Regions from separate parts of the Hordeum vulgare genome. Here regions 1 and 2 are each linked to region 3. Evidence: chromatin contacts called from public Hi-C data. All regions are on one chromosome and are shown on one strand. Each heading gives the region's core, a stretch centred on a gene start, on an enhancer-like site or on the middle of the called end of the contact. The rest is flanking DNA. Distances are from core to core; before and after follow the strand shown. Region 1 holds the start of LOC123444336 (serine/threonine protein kinase OSK1-like). Region 2 holds the start of LOC123440204 (ubiquitin domain-containing protein 2-like). Region 3 holds the start of LOC123444339.

Evidence for each region. A called contact is a pair of places that touch in the nucleus more often than the background predicts.
Region 1: a Hi-C map of leaf shows a contact between it and region 3, with 2.4 times the contacts expected there. The contact joins the promoter of LOC123444336 here to the promoter of LOC123444339 in region 3. A contact is called at or near these places in 2 of 6 Hi-C or Micro-C datasets (leaf and seedling).
Region 2: a Hi-C map of leaf shows a contact between it and region 3, with 4 times the contacts expected there. The contact joins the promoter of LOC123440204 here to the promoter of LOC123444339 in region 3. A contact is called at or near these places in 2 of 6 Hi-C or Micro-C datasets (leaf and seedling).

What each region holds. Positions count from the first base shown.
Region 1 is chr3H:471,945,119-471,949,974 of MorexV3_pseudomolecules_assembly, forward strand. LOC123444336 (serine/threonine protein kinase OSK1-like) reads left to right here and starts at 2,444. Exons shown (of 11, transcript XM_045121023.1): 1 at 2,444-2,553; 2 at 3,034-3,215; 3 at 3,806-3,990; 4 at 4,242-4,424; 5 at 4,528-4,659; 6 at 4,750-4,856. The coding sequence starts at 3,041.
Region 2 is chr3H:473,112,261-473,117,238 of MorexV3_pseudomolecules_assembly, forward strand. It overlaps LOC123440204 (ubiquitin domain-containing protein 2-like), which reads right to left and starts at 3,353. Exons shown (of 4, transcript XM_045116773.1): 1 at 3,105-3,353; 2 at 1,796-1,918; 3 at 1,078-1,197; 4 at 633-988. The coding sequence starts at 3,138. The coding sequence ends at 924.
Region 3 is chr3H:472,501,461-472,506,045 of MorexV3_pseudomolecules_assembly, forward strand. LOC123444339 reads right to left here and starts at 1,715. Exons shown (of 1, transcript XM_045121026.1): 1 at 1,101-1,715. The coding sequence starts at 1,567. The coding sequence ends at 1,211. It overlaps LOC123444338, which reads left to right. Exons shown (of 9, transcript XM_045121025.1): 7 at 169-207; 8 at 350-443; 9 at 545-955. The coding sequence ends at 672.

The DNA of each region.
Region 1 (4,856 bases), core at 1,194-3,693, 560 kb before region 3:
TGATATCGAACAATGCCCCATCGAGATTGAAGCACGCCAAAGGTACGCTCTACATATTTTCTAACACTCTCCTGTTCTTGGGCAAATATATTTCTCTTTACTCTTACAGGATTGGAGACTGTCTTCACAAGAGTAGACCACTGTGGATAGATGTCGTCATCTAGATAGCATCATTGGTGTATTGGTGACCATTGCTCTCAACATTGACCTCTGGGCAATTGCCTTCTGCCATCCTAGAAAACACCGAAGAGCGCTGGAGCACATTGATATCGTTGTGAGATCCGGCCATGCCGAAGAAAGCATGCCAAATACAGAGATCTTCGGAAGCCATGACCTCAAGTATGATAATGCAAGCTCGGACATGGCCCTTATACTGCGCTTGCCAAGCAGAAGGGCAGTTCTTCCACTTCTAGTGCATACAATCTATGCTACCAAGCATCCCTGGGACCCCCCTACCCGCATTCATCGACAACAACCATGTTGTATCGGCAATAGTTGGCTCTCTGAAGTACTCCGACCCAAACACAGCTATGACAGCCCTACAGAATCTATACATGGACTTAAGGCAGGTCGACTCACTCATCCGAACATACTCATCAATGAGATCGTCGGCGACTCCATATGCAAGTACCTGAATGACAACACTGCATTTCTGATAAGAGGAGAAGCCAATCTTTCCAAGGGCATCCGTCTTGCACTCGAAATAGTTATCGTACTCAACCACCTCCTCTCGAATACGATTGAAAACATGTCTAGCAATCCGAAAACGACGGCGGAACAAGTGATGTTTGAAGAGCGGATTTGGGGTCTCGAAGTAGTCTTTCCAGAGTAGGAAATGAACACTCTCCCGGTTGCGATTCGGTGCCGACGTGTGCCCCGGTATGGAGCCCTTAAACTGTGACCGCTCCATACTTACATGGTCATGGACGACCAATGTAGCCGCCACCATCTCCTCATCATCAGATGAAGAATTATTTGAGTCCAAAAGAACGTTATAGAAAAAAAATTGTTCAAGAATTCATCTGGTTTGTCAGTTAATTGGCGAGTTAATCTCTACTCATCGGGTGGCCGAATCGAATAACACCTATTCATCGTGTTAACTTGCCAGACCGATTAAATGGTTTGTCAGACCGATTAAATGGCCCGTTAGATCAATTAATCATTTGTCAGGCCGATTAAACATTGTTGGCCCGCTAACTCATGGGATAAACAAAGCCTGATTATTTGGCTTGTAACCCTTTCTAGCCTCTCTTACTCACAAAGAGCTAGGGTTTAGCACTCCACCCGCTCCTCTCATCCCTCCCGACCTAGATGGCGGTTGACCAGGTCCTCCACGACACGCTGTCGCTTCCCCTATTGCCATGTATGCCGTCTGGTTCTCTTCTCCTTTTGTGCACTCCTACTTGTCCTCCTCCTTCGAGACCCGCACCACCGGCAACCGACCCGTTTAGATGCCATGCGAGCCCGCCATCACCTTTCATCGTGTGCCATCTATTGTTAAAAAAAATGTCGCCCTTTGCTTCATATTTGCATCCTAGATTTTTTTTCTCCATGCAAAATTTGCTTCTATTGAGTTTAAAATTACATCGATTAATGATCGACCGACTAATCTGGTTAATAGGCCGATTCAACGGTTAATCGCTACTCCTAAGTCGAGCGAGCAGCTACTAGTTTATGATTTCCTCAACGTTGGAAAAATACTCGTCATCGGAGTCCATTTATACCTTGGACAAAGCGTGGAACACCTTGCGAGCGTTATGGAAGACTCCTGCTCAAGAGGAGCAGCCCGCCGAGAGAAAGTGGCGGAGCTGGGCGACGACCGCGGGAGACGAGGCTGCTGGAAGGTGAGTCCGTGGGATGGATGGCTGACGGCGATGGCGAAAGCAGCAACGGGGGTCGGAGGCGGGGGGTGCGCGGGGCCGGTCTGGTGATTTGAGGGCGAAGGAGGAAGGGGATACCGACGTACATGACTCCCATGCTAGGGAAAAAGAAGGCCACACAACGCACGTGTTTGCTTCGTGTCCACGACGATGCAAATGCCGCTTAAATTAGACCTGCAATAGATCACAAACGATGAAAAACGAAACACATCCATTTGAATCAACCCATTAAACCAATTTTTGTATTCACGACGACTCAAACGTAGTACCAACACTGTTGAACCCGCACCGCTCACCAAGCACCAGCGCACCGGGAACAAAGAACCGTCCCGTCGCGTCGCGTCCACCCCGGCGGAAAACGACAGATCGCGATGGAATCCTCCCCGACCCACGCGCCTCTGCCCGTTGTCCGATTGGCCTCCCCACCGCACCAGCGAGTCGCACGAACCGGCGCGCGCCACGGGCGCGCGCGCGCGGGCCCACCCGCAGTCGCCGTCGCCGTGGGCCCCCCCCGGTGTTGCGGGAATCGAATCTCTCCTCCCCCTTTCCCCCGGTCCCGTGAGCGACGCATCGCTCCCCAGTCTCTCCGCCCCCCTCTCCCTCTCTCCCTCCGTCCGCCCTCCGCATCTCCTCGCCGCCGCCGCCGCCGCCGCGCCTCTCCCCGGGGAGCCAGGTAGGGGATCCCACCTCGCCACCTCTTCCCTTCCCCCGCCTCCCGAGCCCCTCCCCGTCCGAGAATTCCGCGAGGCGCTTGGGTTTTTGGGTGGACCGTGAGTTTTTCTTTCATCGCTCCGGGAGCGAGCGGGATTCGCTCGCCACCTAATCCGCAGATCCGTGAGCTCCCGAGCTTAGCATGCCGTGCTGGTTTCTCGGCGTTGCTGCGGGTCTCAGGTTGAATTGGGTGGGAAGAGCCGGAGCTCTGTTCTGGGGGGAAATGGCCCTTCTCCTTTCGGAATTAGAAGCATTTCTGCCCGCGTTTCATCCCCAGCGGTCGGAGGCGCGGAGTTGCAATTCAACTCACGGACCAGCTGGATCTGTCCTACTTAAATGGAACAGCCAGCGCGCTTTATTCATGCCGCCCGCCGTTAATTTTGTACTGTGATATCCCAGTCTTCGTTTCCTGAAGTGTAGTTTGGTGTGATTGCGATTTAAGGTGGAAGATGGAGGCAGGCGGCAAAGATGGCAACCCTTTGAAGAATTACCGTATTGGGAAGACCCTGGGGATTGGTTCCTTCGGGAAGGTCAAGATTGCTGAGCATATCAAAACTGGCCACAAGGTGGCCATCAAGATCCTTAACCGCCGGAAAATAAAAAACATGGATATGGAAGAGAAAGGTTGGTAATTTCACTTGCTCTGCTGAGCTCATTCAGTTGGTATAGGGCTTCCTATTCTGTACACCAACATAACACACAATTAGTTTCTTTCTGTGATGTTCTAGTTTTGCTCCTGTTGTATTAATTACCACTCATAAATGGAAATTTGGCATGCTACTATTCTTCTATTAATAACATATATTCCCTGTGATCCAGCTGTTGTAGTAATTACCATTCTCATAAATGGAGTACTGTTGTTTTTCTATCTTTACATTGATGTAGGGAACTATGATTGACATGAGCAAGCACACCAGCCATGTGAATGTAGCACCGCTCTTGATTATCAATTTCGTATAGAAACTGTTTAAGAAAATATTCACTGCTCAAGTGTGCTATTATATAGCTATCATTATTCATCATGTGGAAGGACATATTTGCGTGGTATTTCTCTTTTACTATTGGAAGGGGTAAATGGTTAATTTGCAACCTTGAACAACTTTTTCTTCCACTCCACCGATTATCTGTTACCTTCTGTTCTTGTTTGTGTCTTATATAGTTGTTTGATCTAAAATGAAGCCTCCAGATAATTTTGTTCCATTCTTTTCTTGCAGTGAAAAGAGAGATCAAGATATTAAGATTATTCATGCACCCGCATATCATCCGCCTTTATGAAGTGATAGAGGCACCAGCTGATATTTATGTGGTTATGGAGTATGTTAAGTCTGGTGAATTGTTTGATTACATTGTTGAGAAAGGTAGGCTACAAGAGCAAGAGGCCCGCCGTTTCTTTCAACAGGTAAGCTCTCTTTTATTCTTGAACCCTTTATTCTGAAGATTGTACTCAGCGTCCTAGTTTCTAGACTCTAAAGTTTGGATTAATCTTTTTTTTTTTGTTCTTGTTTGTGACTTATTTTGATGATGTATCAACAATGGCACGTGAAATATAGTTTGCTAGGAATTCGCAGAGTGCAGACACAATAATGATGTTTATCATTCCACTCAGACCCTTGAATGTGACTGGTTACTTTGTTTTCTGTCTTTGTACAGATCATATCTGGTGTTCAATATTGCCACAGAAACATGGTGGTGCACCGCGATCTAAAGCCAGAGAACCTTCTTCTGGATAATAATTGTGATGTTAAGATTGCGGATTTTGGCTTAAGTAATGTTATGCGTGATGGCCACTTTCTTAAGACAAGTTGTGGTAGCCCAAATTATGCAGCTCCCGAGGTATACATCCTTGAACTATTTTCAGACACAAAGGACATGGCATCATTTATCTTTGTTTCTAGTCTCTTTGGTGTCACTGTATAATATACTTTCTGTTATCTAGGTTATATCTGGAAAACTGTACGCTGGGCCTGAAGTTGATGTATGGAGCTGTGGTGTTATTCTTTATGCTCTTCTATGTGGTACTCTTCCATTTGATGACGAGAACATACCCAACCTTTTTAAGAAAATAAAGGTTAGCAAATACCTGTGTAGTTTGTATTTGAATGGTGCATCGGTGCCTGATTCTAGTGATATTAATAATATATTCCATTTTTCATTTCAGGGTGGAATATATACACTTCCGAGCCATTTATCAGGCCCAGCAAGGGATTTGATTCCGAGGATGCTAGTTGTTGATCCTATGAAAAGGATAACCATTCAGGAAATACG
Region 2 (4,978 bases), core at 2,103-4,602, 610 kb after region 3:
ATAAAACATATAGATAATATAGATAATATACCATATAGATAATAAAACTAGTCCAAACACATAGATAATAAACTAGTACAACACGACTATAATAACACTAATCTCTTTATTTCTTAAGGCTTTATAATTAAATGAGGTCTTACTTTGAAGTTGATCATTCAATTTTGATCGAGTTAACAATTTTGTAATGAGTTCTCTCATTCATTTTAAATACACTATGCTCCTTAATTTTAAAGCTTCTTCCGTCAATCCTTTGTTATGGCATTGAAATCTCTAACTTCTTTTAAGCTATCCCTTTTTAAAGCTCCTCATTCAACTCTTCAGTTTTGATTGATACATAATTGGTTGAGTCGTTCACTGCCAGCATAATACATCGTCCAACAATGTAAATAATTTTCTTAAGTTTTTGTACTAGTTAAAAGACACCCTTCAATCATACGGTCAAAAAAATCCACCAAACATCACAACAATTAAAAAAACGATACACTCATGAATGATTTACTACGGATTGGACATACCAAACATTGTCCCGCTAATCACTTCTCCGATTTAATCACTTCTCCGATTTACACCGTTGGCCTAATTTTTTCCTAATCTGTGATCATAAATTGACACATCCATCGTAAGCATGATTCCCGAAAGTATGTCCTTAGGACTAGCATATCTAATAAAATAATACACTTCATTGTATCCCCACACGCCAAACCAACTAATACGTATTTTTTTCCAGAACATTAAAAGAATTACATGAAACATGTACAACCTCAAGAATATAAACGACACGGCAAAGCACGCACTGCCCTTCTAGTTATGAATTAAGTGTGGTATGTCCATTGACCTCTTGAGCAAGTGAAGACTAAAGTCGCTGAACAAATGAGGTTCACATAATTTACACGAGCCTTTCACCTTCACGGTATATGAATTCATTCCTCCCGGATCAAATTGGTTGGCTCGCTCAGAACGTACTTTGGTAGCTCGTATTTGGCACCTGCAGCAGAGTTTCCCAGGTATTGGTTTTTGGTTCTGAAAGCATGTGTGTGGAGAAGATGCATGAGATACAGGTTTTCCCTTTTTTACCTCTTTCATCGTAGCAAAGTGTCATGTCAGGATTTGAGACTATGATGCCAGCACTGTCTACTATAGTTTGCGAGAGAGACAGATCAGCTTCCGCAGCGGCCCGAAGTGCATCCCAGATTTCTGAATGGAAAAAGGATGGTAGTTTTAATGCAAAAAATATAATATCTAGTGTTTCTTCAACTGGTTGTAAGCAAATTAAGGTTGTGTTATGATAAAACAACAAACATGTATAATATGAGAACACAACAGTCAATATATACACTAACCATTCGCTGGACCAAACAAATATAACATATGCTAAGTGGTGAGTAAATATTTCAAAAAATTGCACGGTCCATCCCAACGATGAAGGTGCAGCACTACAGGAGATTTGTACCACTAAAATCAAGGGCCTGTGTCAACTTCTGTTTTTCAATCCCTTCATATTTGTTTCCTGAAGGACATTTTTTTTGGCAAATCAAGAACTATAAGTTGACATTCCAAATTTAGCATCAACCGTGGACTAAACTACCAAACAACAGATCAACACTAATAATTGTGCATGTATTTCTAAAGTCTAATGTAACAACCTGCATACGGATTTCAGTGTACAGAATCCGCATACAAATTTAGTAAAGTCAGGTTAAAATTCAGAGAGGAAAAAATCCCTGGTCCAGCAAGCAATATAAATTGATGGCAGATAAATGTTCACAACCAAAAAATTAGAGTAATACAGTACCTTTCTGTCCACCATAGTGAGGAGTAGTGTCCCAGAATTCTTCACGCATCTGTTTGAGCTCTACCGGGCTTATTGATTGTGTGTGCTTCCAAGGCTTTGGCTTTTTCAGCTTCTTACTGCTGCCTGAGATCAACAAAAAAAGTTAAACGTTAGTAACTGAATATTTCCAAATGCAGTCACAGGATATCAGCATAAGTAAGCACTGCGTTCATCTTAAACTGAATCAGGCTGGTAATAAGAGTACACAAATCGGCTTCCAAGAACTACTAACAAAGCTTTTCAAATTTCAACAAAGCTACTCTTCTACAAGCCCATTTTGTCGGTGAGTTTGATTTTTAGATGCCTGTTTTATATCAGTCAGTTAACATCCTTCATTTGCTGAACCTTGCAATACAAATTTCATCTTCAGCACCTTGATATAGCAAGTTTACAGCTTGCTGAACATTTAAATTAGTGTAACTAACAGAAAGGATGTGCACCAGGATCAGGCAAACGATTAAATCGTGCCATTTCATTTAATCACTACTCCGTATTAGAGAAAAGTAGTTGGACGAGCTCAAGTATTAGACGAGGACGAAAAAGGAACTGCATGAGAGTGTTTCCTTTTGCTATTGTCATCTCACTCCCATTCAAACATGCTCATGGACTAACACTGATTTTAAGGCCATTTTGCCTAATCAAAACAGGCATATTTCCAACTTCTGAACCCCCAAAAGGAATATCTTTCCTCTAGCAATAAAAAAACTTCATTTCAATATGTTTTTCGTCGTGTCACATCTTGAATAATGTCGCTAGGTACTCTGTCCTACGGAGCAACAAATCGACAGTCCCATCGCCTTCCACGATAATTGTATATGTTCTCCTCACTAACCGGATGTTAAACCTTTTACATCGCAGTGCAGATGGAGAACAGATCACCTATCAATTGGCTTTTCATAGCACACATATACTCTCTTCACCAGAAATTGTAACACTGATATGTTGATCATGGTGATATTAACACCTCTTCTATTCCAATCATTGTTTAATTTGGCCTTAAGAGTTGGGTTAACTGCCAACATGAGCAGAATTATCGCAGCCACGCATCATCAATCGAATCTGCTAAGCAACGAACACCAGGCATGGCGGAGTCAACATAACAATCACAAGCGACATGGCAAAAAAAAACGATGACATTAGGCCAACTAGTTGGTCTACTTCTGATAGCGGTTCTGGGGACCAAATCAGCAAATTGCCCAAGATCTCAACCATTAACCCACGCCTAAGAAAGCATTGACAGAATGGAGAAAGACAGGTTAAGAGGAGAGACCGTCAGATTTAGGGGTGGATCCGGCGCAGCCCATGGCGACGGACGATCAGAGGGTCATCGGCGGCCCCCCTTCGAGAAGCTCCTGGAAGCGGAGGTGGCTCACGCGTAAAGGCTCTGGACTGCAGGGTCGACGCAGGAGAGGGAGGTGGACTGAAAACCGAAAGCGGAGCTGGAGTGGAGGATGGACGTGTCAGCCTGTCAGGATGTGGCTATGCTAGCCAACAAAACCTAGTGCGAGCATAGCTGGTGGCCATGCGGTGGTGTGGTGTTCTTTTTTTTTTTTCAATACCCAAAGCTTGCATATCATTGTATTGAGATAGAAGAAGATTGAATCAATATGTAAGATGGTACAACACATGACAACATCTCTTCCTAATCTCCCCTAATAATAAAGCCCGCAGCGCTTCCATCGTACGTTGTCGGTCATTTTACAGAAAAGCCCTCGCAGTTTCAGTTAATTAACCCGCAGTCCAACTTTAAGTCAGAACGAACCGTTTTCTGTCCTTTTGCAGAAAAGTCCTCACAGTTTTAGATAATCAACCCGCGGTCCATCTTTTAGTCAGTGTCGAACCGTTTTTTTTGCATTTTACAGAAAACTCCTTGATGTTTCACGTAATCAACCCGCCGTCCCTATTTAAGTCAGCCGAAACGTTTTTTTGTTTTTTTAAAAAAACCTGACTTTTCAGTTAATCAATCCATATTTTATCTAAAACAAAATTATCCAAACCGTAAACATATTATATATGAAATTTGATTGAAAAAATATGTAGAATCTAAATAGGATGTTATTTTTAGCTGTTAAATACTTCTTAAATATTATTTTTGGTGCAAACTTAATCTGTAATGCACTGTCTTTTTTTTATCTCTTTCCGACGACCATACGAATTGCAATAAATATCCATTAAATTAAAATCAAATTGAGAGGAAAGAAAACATCGTTAACCACACATGCACACCTTTGGAAAATCTCGTGGGGAGAAACAACATATTTCTCATCTTATTCCGAGTGATTGTACATTCAAACGTGTTTTCGTTGTGTGAGCAATCAGGCCATCGTCGACAACACAAATGTGCTAATATATTACGTTCAAAGCGTGTGTTATTTTCTCTTCCGTTGCAACGCACGGGCTTTTTTGCTAGTAATAATAAAACGCGGAGCGCTTCTGCCGTCCGTCATGGCAATTTTACAAAAAAACCCTCTGTTTATTGGTATTCAACCCGCAGTCCTTTGATAAGTCAATTGAATCGTTACGGACAAGAGAAAAGAAAAAAAAACGCACGGTGACCTTGCCTTGCATCTCCACCTCCCACGCATCTCCACCTGTCGCGCGCCACCGGCCCCCGCCGCAGTCCCCATCCCCGCCACGCGCCGCCGCAGCCGTCCCCTACCGTGCCCCGCTGCAGCCGGCCCATGCCGCGGGGGGAGAGGCTTTCCCGTCCGTCTGCCCCTCCTAGGGCCCGATGCACCCGATGTCGCGCATTCGCGGACGCGAGCCGCCGCCCCCGCCGTCGCCGTCATCGGGAGGATGATACCGCCGACGGTCCCCGCCGCCCCTGCCGCCGCCCTCCCCGCGGCCACACCACCACCACCAGCGCCGGGCCCGTGACCCGCTGCCCTCGCCGAGGCGCAGCAGCCCCGAACGGCCGCCGCCCCCGCGCCGATTGGACGAGAAGCCCCTCCCGCCGGCGGCGGCCGCGCTCGTCGCCTGCGCCGAGCGGCGCTGGCGCACCGACGTGCTCCTCGAGGCCGGCCGCCTGGCCGCCCACTATCTGGTCGCGCAGGGCGTCCTCCCCGAGCACGTTCTCCACGCCCGGGAAGACCCCAACCCCAAGCAGCACCACGTTCTCCACGCCAGAGACGATCCCAAGCTCGA
Region 3 (4,585 bases), core at 465-2,964:
TGTATGCAATTCATCATAAAAATTAATGTACATATTTCTAAATACGTCCACCTTCTAAAGTTTATTACAGTACTCTATGCAGTTTAAACCACAGTCTATGTAGATCTTTTTTTTCGTGATGAAGTTTATGTAGCTCTTAACATGTTCTGTTATCTTTCCTGCTGTCAGGCAAGTACGCGCTGGGAGAAAAGACAAGCAAAAGTCTTGGTATAATTCTCTGTTCTATACATTATTTCTTTATATCTACATACGAAATCCAGTTTGGGAATGTTAGAATCATAAGCTTTTTATTTTCTTCACACATGAACTGCATGTGTGTTGTCCTGAACATCTGCGCAATGTCCTGCAGAATAAGGTCAGAATGCGGATGAGCCAAGATGATTCTAACAAGGGAAGTTCATGGAGTGATATATGGGGGTCACCGACAAGATACCAAAAGAACGGTAAAGCTAGCATATTTTGCCATTTGCCAGTTGCTCAGATCATTTGGGCTCCCATCCTTTGCCTATCTGTGTTCTAATAATCCTGTTTACATGTTAAACAGATGAGGACACAAAGGAAAGAGTGAAGCGAGCGGCTGCGGCCGCAAGGAGGTGGCGAGAATACTCGAGGAAAGGTGCAGACAGGCCTCCTACATTCAAACTTCCGGAGGCAGCGTCCAACCAGGAGTGAGAACACGGTCGTTACACATCAAATGCGTGGTTCTATGAAGCTTTAGTTAACCCTCCATGTATATATAGTCTAATTATTTGAGGAGAGCTGCATAGCATTTGCTCTCCCGCCCTCGATTCGACGTGTTAGCAGTATCTCTAAATCATGTTCTAGAGTTGGTTGATGATGATCTGTAAATCACCCATAGGATGCAGATCCCAGGTGTAAAACAAGTGTACAAAAGACAGCAGCCCCTGGCTACTCCCACAACGTGTAAAAGTAAAGAAACTTCTTCAAATTTCGATGTGGAATTGTGCATTTTCCATTTTCTGCACAGATTCACAGTTGGCAGATCGAGATTTTTTTTCGAAAAGGAGGCATCGCCCCGGCCTCTGCATCGAGTAATGCATGCAGCCATTGGCAGATCGAGATGTGCAGGAGATTAGATATAATGTGAAACTTAGAAGCTAGGCGAGGTGTATTTATTCAGGTATATGTGGAGGCAAAACAGTGGGAACATCGTACCAAATTCCAAGACTCTGAACTGGTCGAGCGCCTTTTATCTGACGGAGCAAGCAACGGCATGGGCCCACGACCTGAGATGGGCCTTCATGGCGACACCCTCGCCGGGGGCGGGAGGGGGTACCGGCGAGCACCGTGTCGGCGCCGCGATGACGAGCGTCTCCCGCCACTGCTCCTCCTGCCATGCCTCGATGCGCTCCTCGAGCGCCCTGCTTCTCGGATCTGCTCTTCTCGCTCCCAGCGTCACCTCGCCGTCGACGCAATTGGGGTGTTGGTCTTGCCTCCTGGGCGGCTTCAGCTCCTCCGAGCACTGCTTGAAGCGCGGCCGCCGGTGGAGGACGCTGGAGTGGAACCAGAGCGAGTCTAGGCTTGCAAAGATCTCGTCGCCCTCCATTTCTTCTACGGAGTAGCTTCTTGTTTGCTATTGCTACAGGCGGCCGGGGTGGAGTGGAATTTGGAGGCGACGGGATTTTGGGGCTTGGTGTTCGGCCATGTCTGAAGTTTGGAGTGGGGCTGGGGTGGGGGAGAGCTTTTAGTTCGTCCGGCCGGGTGTAACGGCTCGGTGCTTCTCGTCACTGAATGACCGAAAAGTCTACGTTTTGCACAGGTCAGCTTGCTTTCCGCTGGAAATGATGGATGGGCTTGGACGAGCCAATGGACACTGGACCCCTTCCCAGCTGCCGACCACACATGCCTTTTGTCTTTTTGGCGAATGACTACACCTTTTTTTAGGAACACTAGACCTATTATTTTAGTATAGGAGAAAAGTGCACTTTAGAACATCTCCAAAAGCGAAAAATGGAATTTTATCGCGCGAGCGACCGAATCGGCAACTCCAGCACACGCGTAAAAATCGCGTGCCCGTTAAAAACCAACCCACGCCGAATAGAACGTCATCGTGCTTTGTTTTTTCGGACGTGTGCTATCGCACGCGCGACAGAAAGAAATCGCGCGCGAAGCGAGCAACCGCCGCTGAACTCTCCGCTCGCGCCTGCTTTTGCCTCGCCCCGCATCGTCGTCGGCGACTTCCAGCCATGGACGGGTGCTCCGACATTCCCCTAACCCCCTACACGCGCGACCTCGTCGTCGCCACCGCCGCAAACCCTAGCACGGGCTTCACCTCCCTCGCCACCGCCGACGTCGTTGCGACTCCGAAATCCGGCCTCGCGTGCGGGCTCATCGTGCCGCCCCACACGAGGGCGCAGGGTGGCGTCGCGTCGCCGGCGGCTGCGCCACGGAGCTTCGCCTCCAAACGAACCACAGCGGCCACCGCGACCGCAATGGCGATGATGTCCCAAAAGAAGAGGAAAGCGGTGAAGAAGAAGAAGGCGGGAGTGAGGCTGGCCACGCCTCCATCGCCCGAAGCGCCGGAAACCTCACAAATTGTTGCGCCGACGGCCCATGCACACATAGTGCTCGATGAAATGCTCACAAGGTATAATTTTTGTTTTTGATTTGTTGTTGTTGACAGATGTGCACATATGTAGATTGATTTAGTTTTCCTATGTCATATTACTTTGTAGTTTTCATGATGACGCATATATGTCGACTATGGGTGTTGACTCCAACAATTGGTCTCAAACCAATGAAGTAGATGTCGGGACCCCGATCCTAAGCCATAGGAATCCAGACTGTAACACATCGCATCCCTTTGCGGTCTCACGCACGGTTAACCCCACGGCTGCCACCTTACCTTAGCCGGGACCGTTTGCGCCTTTTGACTTACGTATGCAATTGTGTCGCTAGCATTCCAATGTCAAAGAACCCGGGTCGACATAACTAGTCATAAACTCAAGTGGCTCAACTGTAAAGAGACATGCATACATAACCCAACAAAGCAGGTGTCGGTCATCAGCGAGCGTAGACGAGTCGTAGCAAGCTACAAGGACTCCATTACACCGCGTGACTTTTCCCCGTAGGGACAGACACATCAGCTAAGAAGGATACATGCCGGTCAACCAATGTGTCTGGAGCAGTAGCGAACTACCAAGGCTCGATGGAAACACTAAGGGGAATTTCTCTGTATAGAGAGCTACTAAGGGCATACGACTAGGTGTCGAATCCCATACATATCACAGTGCATCACACGTACGCATGACATACTTGATATACATAGATACAACAATGACATCACAACATAAGCACACAACATCACACCATTTATTTAGAAGACTCGGAAGAGTCTTACATAATAAGTTCATACACGTAGGGGTCACACGACCCGACACTCAAGTCATACAAGCAAAGTCATACAAACCAAGTGGAAGCATTAAAGTTGTCTCAGTACAGACAGTTGAAAGGAAAAGGCATAAAACCTGACTATCTAAATATCCCTTCTGAAAGGGGTCAGGTCGTAGCTGGGACACCAGCTACTCGTCATCATCGAGGTCTAGATAGAACCCACCTGTTGGCTCGTGGGTATCTTCTGCAACATTTATTAAACAAACATTAGTACAAAGGTACTCATCAAGACTTTAGAACAGACCTATCTACTCATGCACATGTATCAACAAAGGGGGTTGTGGGGTTTCATGCAGCAAGCCAGCTTTGACTCTTGGCTAGACTAAACTACAAATTTTAAATAGTTTTAAACAACTTTGATAAGTCGTACACGAGTCCACTACCACCACAACAATACACTATCATGGACTCCTTTCCGTCTCCCTACGGAAATGACATACATGATACTCACACTTATCTTGATACTTTTATGAACAACATATGTCTATGAACAACATATGCCATTAAAGTAATCTATGAACAACATATGTCTTCAAGTAGTCCATATCCGCGGACGCGGCTATTCAAATAGATCATAACACTGTAGGGGTGTACTTCTTCACACATGCTCTCGCCACTTATCGCCATGTGCACGTCATGCACCTCGACAACCTTCAAGCCAAAGCCCAGCGAGGGAGTCGGCCACGACCGTTAACCTCGCTAATACCTAGTCCAGGTTTATCGCCTATTTGAGAGTGAACCCGCACGGAAGTCTGGCTGAGGTTTCCACTGCGGCCCCAAACGATGTGCGCAGGGTTCCCAAGCCCACCATCCGGGTGCCACTTGGTACACCGTGCCACTGCCTACCGCATCACAGCCCACCTCTAAGGTCAGCACCATGCACGACCTCCAGCATGACTATAAACACCAACAACTACTTGCAACTCCTGGACCGAGTAATAGGCGATTAATAAGTCGAGCGGGGTCATATTTCAGGGCCCGACATGTGGTAGTATCTAGTCTTGGAATACATACACGGAACTCAGTTCCTAAGGACGGTTCCAATGAAACAACCCGCCATGTACTCCTACATAGCCTTTCATCGGTACCTTTACCAAATCAGGTTCCACACTTATTCTTTGTCACTAGAACACATTCATCCATTCCTATTCATCACCCAGATGAAACAGAC